2 separate regions of the Ovis aries genome follow, and region 2 is linked to region 1. Evidence: chromatin contacts called from public Hi-C data. All regions are on one chromosome and are shown on one strand. Each heading gives the region's core, a stretch centred on a gene start, on an enhancer-like site or on the middle of the called end of the contact. The rest is flanking DNA. Distances are from core to core; before and after follow the strand shown. Region 1 holds the start of PDCL (phosducin like). Region 2 holds the start of TTLL11 (tubulin tyrosine ligase like 11).

Region 1 (4,169 bases), core at 712-3,211:
GTATCAACTTACACTCCTATCAGCCATGTATTCCCCACAGTCTCACTGAGTGCTATCAAACTTTTTTGATTTTTAACAATCTGAACAGTGGAAAATGGTATCTGAGAGGATTTTCTTTTAGAGATGAAAACTAGAAAAACAGAAAGAAAGCCTGAATACACAGGGGAGGGGAAGAACCTGCAGAAGATTCCTTTTCTAGGCTGGAGGAGCAGAATCTACTCCATTGGTGATTCATTTCATAGATCCAATGCAGGGGGTTGTTGGTACATTTTGAGGGTATACCTCTGTACTGATTGCTTCTGTTTCTCACTTGAAATAAGAATTGAGGTCATAAGGTAATAAGCCAGGACAGGGGAAGAGTGTCGAAGATGTGAAAGACCAGGCGTGAACTGCTTTGCTTAGAGGGTAGGGGAATAGTCTGCCCAGGGCAACTAGGATTGTTGAGCAGCTCTGAAGGCCCCCTCAAGACTTGCAGCCTTAAACTGAAAGTGAATTTTGAAGGAAAAGGAGCCTCCGTGCATGAAGAAGACCAGTGCTTCAGGGAGATGTGAGAGGGAAAAAAAAAGCAAAGCATTTATCAGGTGGTGGTTTAGCCGCTAAGTCGTGTCTGACTCTTGCCACCCCGTGGACTGTAGCCCATCAGGCTCCTCTGTCCATGGGATTTTCCAAGCAAGAATACTGGAGTGGATTGCCACTTCCTTCTCTAGGGGATCTTCCCAACCCAGGAATCAAACCTGGGTCTCCTGCATTGCAGGCAGATTTTTTTACTGACTGAGCTATGAAGGAAGCCCAAGCATTTATCTAGTATTTAACAAATATTTTGGCGGACTATCCTATATAGAGACTATTGCTGGGTGCTGGCTTGTCACTTACTTTAAAATTTTTATTATTATTATTTTCGCCACTAAGCAAAGTGTGCGATCTTAGTTAACTGACTAGAGAAGGAACCAGGGGTCCCCTGCATTGGGAATGCAGAGTCTTAATTACTGAACCACCAGGGAAGTTCCTGGCTTGTCACTTAAAGCAGATCACAAGCATATTTAAGTTGGCTGTTCACAAAATCTGATTACAGTAAGACTATTCACTCTGCAAACAAAAATACAAAAAGTTACCATAGGATCTCTTTATATGAACTTTTCCTAAATTTGGGGATGGGCGTTTTGACTCTTAATAGCCTGGACAAACAGCTGCTTAGAAAAACATGCGCATATACAAATTTGCAGACAAATGCAGGTGGTTTAGAATCACAAATAAAGAATCTCTCAAATTTTAGAGAAATAAAACTTACCTATATTTTAAACAGTGTACTGTTTTAGTATATTTCGAATGATTCAATTTACACAAAGCTTTCTAGGAGCTACTTCATGCTGTGTATTCGATGCCTCAATAACAGCTCAGAATCTGAAATCATTTTACGTTTCCAAAAAGTATAGTTCCCCTATACTGTTCTCCCAGAATTCCTTTAAGTTTACATCTTACATAACTGTAGCTCAATTATCAGAACTATTGATAACCATACTATTGTTTCTTGATACACTTTATTCAAATTTCATCCACTGTCTCATTCAAGTCCTTTTTCTGTTCCGGAATCCAATACAGGATTTCACTTTGCGTTTAGTTGTCTCGGACTTGACTTTCTTCTTTTAATCCAAAGTGGCTGTGTGTTCTTGGGCAAAATTAAAATCCAAGCCTTTCTTCTGTCTTACTAGACGTGATATGATTAACAATCAATAAAAATACACGTGGAATGTTTTCGGACACGTCAAAGACAACGAAATTGTTCTTACTGCGCAAAGCTGGGCATATCTAAAGTGGCCTTTCGTTCAAATTAAAACAAAAATAAAGCAAATAGAAGAGTATTACTTTTGTCGAGAAGTTTGTCCTAAAGTAGGATCCGTAGCTTCCAGCTAGGCCGGCCAGGATGCGCTTCCTCTAATTGGGCAGCGTGCGTCCGCGCTGACGCAGAAAGGCTGCCCCATTGGTCCGCGCAGTCGGGACTCAGGCGGCTTTTCTCTTCGTGCTCAAGGTGCCGGACCACTTCTTTTCCTCCAGCCGAGCGCTACCCTTCTTCCCCAAGTGCCAGCCTGAAGGATCGGACTGAACGAGGCCGGGGAACTGTACTGAGGTCAGCCGGGAAGAAGCGGCGAGGATAGGGTATGAGGTGGGAGGTGGCAAAGTACAGGTGGTCGGCAAGCCTGGACGAGATAGCCCGGTTGGCGCGGCCCCTGGACCCCCAGGGTCTTTGCCGTTTCCTGGCTCCCTCCGCTGGCCCACCTTCCTCGGGATCCCCCGAGGTTCCGCGCCTCTCTGCCGCCCTTCTGCGGGCCCCGCCCTCGACTACTTCCCCCGAAAGGCCCCGCCTCCTCCGTGAGACCCGCGGGCCCCGCCTTCGGCCCCTCCTCTTAAAGGCCCCGCCTCCTCCCCATCCCCTTCGCTGGCACTGCATTTGCCGCCGCCTATCCAAGACACCGCCCTCACCGTGTATGCATCCCTGCCCAGTCTCTTGTCTTTTCACCTTGCACCGCCTGGGCCCCTCTGCCTCTTTAAGTTATGTTTGGTCCCATTTCTCTCACCGCCCCCCGATCCCGGCTTTGTTCCTGCATCGTTTTTTCTTAGCCCTGCCACTCTGCACACCTCCTCCCCAACTTCGTCTGGCTGCCCGGGTCCCTGGATATCCCCACAGATCCGGGCTGTCTCTGTGAACTTGGCAAATTGTGCAGAGGCCTCGTGCTGGGCATTGGCGATCTCTTGTTTTCAAGACCTCCCTGCCCGGTGGGAGAAGTCACTTTGTTATGGAGTCTTAACAGGGGCGTGGATGCCTGTAATCTAGGAAGCATGATATTGCAGTATTTAAAGGAAGGCATGCTGGAGTTACAGCCCCTCCTGGTGAGATCCTTAGGCAGATCTGTGAGGGACTAAGCTGTACCTTTCTCCCCAGATGTCCCAGGCTTCTTCTGATGCAGAAGCTTGGCTCTCACCATGGTCCTTTAAACACTGGTGGTGTGGTGGTTTAGTCGCTAAGTCGTGTGCAACTCTTGCGATCCTATAGATTGTGGCGCTCCAGGCTCCTTGCTCAGTCTGCTCAGTCGCTTCAGTCGTGTCCGACTCTGTGCGACCCCATAGACGGCAGTCCACCAGGCTCCTTAGTCCGTGGGATTTCCCAGGCAGGAATGCCGGAATGGGTTGCTGATTCCTTCTGCAGAGGGTCTTCCTGACCCAGCGATCTGGAACGGGCGTCTTCTGCATTGCAGGTGGTCTCTTTGCCGACGCAGCCACCTTAGGAAACTTAAACACCGGGGAATTATTAAATCTTGTCATGGGCCCCTCTTTTAACCGAAGTTGGTAGGGCTTTCTAACCCTCACAGGGAAGTGGAAGGCAAGAGATGAATGAGTGATGGGCTTAGACAAGCAATGTCTCAGCATCCCACTCTTGGTGCTGCTTTTTGGATTTTTTCCTGAGAATTCTTATCCAATTTTTCAATTACCAGCAGTCTTGCTTGGTAGGTAAACCAAAAAGTATGTGTAGATAAACATCTTAAGTCACTCTGTAGATTCCTCCAAGCCACCATCCACTTCAGGGTATACTGTGTGTACACTGTGTATACTGTTCAGAAGACAGTGACCCACCCCTTCAGTCTGTCAGAGTTAGGAAGCCCTGGGATCTGAGCCCAGCTCAACTGTTTGCTATAAACTTTCGGCGGTGAAACTTTCCTCATCTGAGCCTCAGTTTTACCTTCTACAAAAAGAGCGTGATAAGCCCTGTCACAGGATCATTGTGTGGATTTGCTGAGATCCTGCTTATTAAAACAGTCACTTTTAGGGTATTATAAATAGTAGGATTTGAGCACAGGTGAGCCCCAACTCTTCAGATTCATGTCTGTCTGATTCAAGCCAGCTAACAGCCTGCTGTTGTCGCCCTCTCCCAGGCACGATGACGACCCTGGATGATAAGTTGCTGGGGGAGAAGCTGCAGTACTATTACAGCAGCAGTGAGGAGGAGGACAGCGACCATGAGGACAAGGACAGAGGCAGAGGTGCCCTGGCTGGCAGTTCCATGCCCGCAGACACGGACTTGGCAGGCGAAGGCATCTCAGTTAACACAGGTACTGGAAATCCTGGGGTCTGGGAATAGGTTTAAAAAATGTCCATTAAATATGTATCAGAAGTCT
Region 2 (4,169 bases), core at 1,040-3,539, 900 kb after region 1:
ACAAATCTGTCCTCTTTTTCTCTGAATTTGTTTTGAAAGTATAATTGAGTTACAACATTATGTTAGTTCTTGATACACAGCACAGTGATTTGATATTTCTATACATTTCAAGCTGATCACCGTAACCATTCCCTTCTTAAATTTACTTGTACTGCACCTTTTCCTCAGCTCCCTCTCAGCACAGGGCCTCCATTAGCCCTGGGAGCCTTTGAACCAATCAGCAAAAGTGCCCCTTTCTGCGGAACAAAGCCTCAATGTGTGAGGCTTGGTGGGCAGAGAGCAAGTTGCATTTCAGCTCCCTTGAGGCCCCCGGGTCATCTGCATGACTGTACAGGTTGCCCTGTCCACAGCCTCTGGAATGACTACCCCACCTGCTTTCTTTTTATTTATGTATCTATTTGTTTGACTCTGGGTCTTAGTTATGATGTGCAGGAACTCTGATCTTTGTTATGGCATGTGGGATCTAATTACCTGACCAGGGATCAAACCCGGGCTCCCAGCATCAGGAGCATTGAGTCTTAGCCACTGGACCAACAAGGAAATCCCTTTCCATCCACCCGATTCTATCTTGAAGACTCAGTTTATATTCCCTCTCTTATATGAAGTTTTCTCTAACTTTCTAATTCATAGTAAATTCTCCATTCTTTGAATTCCTAATTTTTTTTTTAAACTCTTTGGCTCATTTGGCACTGAATTGTATACTTCCTTGTGATTCCTCTGCTTTTCCTCTCTTGTATCATTATTTCATTTGGAAAGTGTGGCTACCAGTGAGGGCTGCCACAGCCACTGTCCTCAGTATGAGGTGCTATCCCTTCCCAGCCACATTCCCTGAAAAAACTGAAATGTGGTTCCCTGAGGCAAGACGGGAAAGCCCTCTCCTTGGATTGGCTTTAAAAATACAGGGTAACCCCAAAAGAATTGAGTGCAGGGAGTGGAATAGGTATTTGTGTATTCATGTCCATATCAGCATCGTTCACAATAGACAACACGTGGAAACAAGCCAAATGCCCACTGTCGGATGAATGGATAAACACAATGCGGTCTATCCATACAATGGAACACTATTCTGCCTTACAAAGGCACGCAATTCTAATAATATTACAACACGGATGAACCCCAAAGGCATTATGCTGAGTGAATAAGCTAGGCACGAAGGGATAAATGTTGGATGATTCCACTTATATGAGGCAATTTCATATAGACAGGAGAATGGAGGTCCGGGGGCTGTGAGTAAATGGGTACAGTGAGTTTAATGGGTACAAAGTTTCAGTTGGAGAAGATGAAAAAGTTCAGAAGATAAATGGTGATGTTTGCACAATGTGGCTGTGTTAACGCCCTTGCTGCGGCTGCTGCTGCTGCTAAGTCGCTTCAGTCGTGTCCGACTCTGTGCGACCCCATAGACGGCAGCCCACCAGGCTCCCCCGTCCCTGGGATTCTCCAGGCAAGAACACCGGAGTGGGTTGCAATTTCCTTCTCCAATGCATGAAAGTGAAAAGTGAAAGCGAAGTCGCTCAGTCGTGTCCGACTCTTTGCGATCCCATGGACTGCAGCCTACCAGGCTCCTACATCTATGGGATTTTCCAGGCAAGAGTTCTGGAGTGGGGTGTCATTGCCTTCTCCCTTGGCTATACCTAAAAAAAATGGTTAAAATGACACATTTTTGTGTATTTTATTGATACCAAATTTCTTTCTTAATGACATAATATGAAAAGGGGCTGGTTGATGTCCTCAACTAAACCGTGAATCTGCAGTTTCCCATGGCTACCCCATTCCTTTACGAGCTCCCAACAGGGAAAGGTGTCCCCCCTCTCAGTCTTGCGGCTCTCCCAGGACGAGAAAGCGATTTCCTCAAACGAGCAGCCGCTCCTTGAGGGTCTGGACTTGCTATCTCCATCATCAGGCTGAGATTCTTTCTGAGGGTGTAAGTGCCTAGAATGGATGAGGTTGTGCCTCCTCCATCGGATCAGGAGTTATCCCAGTGAGTGCGCGTGGAGTGGAGGAAAGTGGGTTTCCTGTTTGAAACTATCGTCTCTCCGGCCCAGTCCCGGGGCTCAGAAGCCCTGCAAGCTCCGATAGCTGTTCCATCCTCAAGCTCACCTCCAGCCTGCCGGCTCCAAGTTCTGCGAGCTCAGCTACTCAGCATGTTCTCCCAGTAGGCGGGCCGAGGCAGCTTCCGCCCTCTTCCAAAATGTCCGCCGCCGCCTCTGTGACAGGCCTGACCACGTGAGCAGCCTCGCCTATGAGGTCGCCGGGCCTGTGACGGCGATTGTCCCTTCTCGGGCCCCGTCCAGTGGGCGACTGCCCTTGTCAACCGGAGCCTGAGCGATCATGGCAACCGGCTCGGGAGGGGAGCGCGCGGCAGCGGTGGCAGCGACGGCAGTTTGGTCGGGGGCCGGGGCGGCGGAGCGGCGGCGGCGGCGGCTCCGTCACTGGCGTTGGCACCAGCCCTGAGGGCCATGCTGCGGGGCAGCCCCGAGAGGGAGCTGGCGGCCTGGTGGGAGGCGGAGGCCGTGGCCGCGACCAAAGCGCAGGCGGCGAAGGAGCAGGTCCGCGTGGACCCCGGCGCGGCCGGGGAACCGGAGCGCAAGGCGGGGGAGGAGCAGCCCAAGGAGCCGGCCCCGGCGCCACCCTGCGCGGCCGAGGAAGGTGACGCCCGCATTCCCCCGCGGCCTCCGCCCACGCTGCCCGTGTCCCTGGCGAAGCCGGAGCCGGTGTCTGGCCTTTGCCCGCACGGGAAGTCTAGGATCAAGGGCCGCAGTTGCAAGCGGAGCTCGGGACAGCCCGACGAGTACTGCTCTCTGCGGCCGGTCACCGTGGACAGCTCCAAGGCCAGGACCTCCCTGGACGCCCTGAAGATCAGCATCCGCCAGCTCAAGTGGAAGGAGGTGAGGCCCGGCCCGGCCGCGTGGGCACAGGGGGGTGGACTGGAAGACCTCAGAGGAGCCTGCTGGCTCAGGCCAGGTCTCAGGGCCAAGCTCCTGCTGTGTGCCACGCTTGTCAGCCTCTAACTGCTTCTCCTTCAAAGCCTAGGCCCCAAGTCACTTCCTCAAGACTGCTCTAGATCCCTCCAGGTCGAGTTAGTCTGTCTTTCCTCTAGCTTCCCTGCAGCTACCTTTGGCTCCATGATCTCCAGCCATCAGCACTCGCCTCCCCCACATTATAGATATTTGTTTATATGTCTGTCTCCTCCGGCAGCTGTGAGTCCCGGAAGCCATCGATCCTCTCTCTCTTTCATTTCTTCCTTAAGTTTTATTTGTTTAGCATTTACTGGGTGGCCCCTTGCGGAAATCGAACCGTTTGTACTTTGGAGGCAGATAGACTAGGGTCTCAGCATCATGTCACTTAGCTGTGTGACCCTGAGCAACTTGCTTCACTTCTTTAGCCTATTTCTTCCTCTGTAAAGTCAGGCCAAATGTACCTATCTCATAGTTTTCTTAGTATTGGAAGACTCACTGTGTATTAGAATATAACCCAAGTCTGCAATAAATGGGAACTCATCTTACCACGCACTCCTCTCCCTTTTCCACCATCACCATCACATCCCCATCAGTATCATTGTCAACAGTGTAGGTGCTGGGGTTTTTATGTCCCAAGGCTTGGCATATAAACAGGCCTCAGGAACTGGTGGGCAAAAGGGTGAGTGAAGGAATGGATTATTTGTCCTTGAACTTATTTTAGATCTGGAAGGGGCTGGGATGAAGCACCAGTGACATCCAGAGATAATCTGTTGTAGTTGACTGAGTGGATGTGACTCTATTTGCAGTGCCTAATGTTATTTAATGTGCTTTGGGGAGTGTCAGGATGTGGTTTAGGGTAGTCGAATCTGGAGGCTTGGACCCATGTGGTCTGCTGGTGGAACAGAATCTGTAACAGGCAACACGAGGATGCAGGACCTTAGCAGCCCTGGGCCTTGGCTAGAGAAGACTTTCAGGAATGGTATAATGAAGTTGGAACATACAGAGAGATGGACACAGACAGAATTAATGAGGTCAGAGGGTTGCTGTCCCAGCAGTAGGAGTCACGTGGTTTGGAGGGGAGTTGAGAGTCAGGTGGGGCAGATTTCCAGACAGGGAGGGGTTAGCCGTTGAATAGTCTGATTCTGGGTGTCAGGGCCCCCCAGCCCTGGGGCTTGGGGATCAGGGGAGGGCTTTCATGCCCATGAAATCTGG

What was found. Hi-C and Micro-C count contacts between places; a contact is called where the count stands out from the background.
Region 2: a Hi-C map of tail adipose tissue shows a contact between it and region 1, with 4 times the contacts expected there. The contact joins the promoter of TTLL11 here to the promoter of PDCL in region 1. A contact is called at or near these places in 2 of 16 Hi-C or Micro-C datasets (both in tail adipose tissue).

The regions. Positions count from the first base shown.
Region 1 is chr3:12,890,789-12,894,957 of ARS-UI_Ramb_v3.0, forward strand. It overlaps PDCL (phosducin like), which reads left to right and starts at 1,962. Exons shown (of 4, transcript XM_042245737.2): 1 at 1,962-2,154; 2 at 3,927-4,103. The coding sequence starts at 3,932.
Region 2 is chr3:13,788,067-13,792,235 of ARS-UI_Ramb_v3.0, forward strand. TTLL11 (tubulin tyrosine ligase like 11) reads left to right here and starts at 2,290. Exons shown (of 9, transcript XM_027966476.3): 1 at 2,290-2,885. The coding sequence starts at 2,457.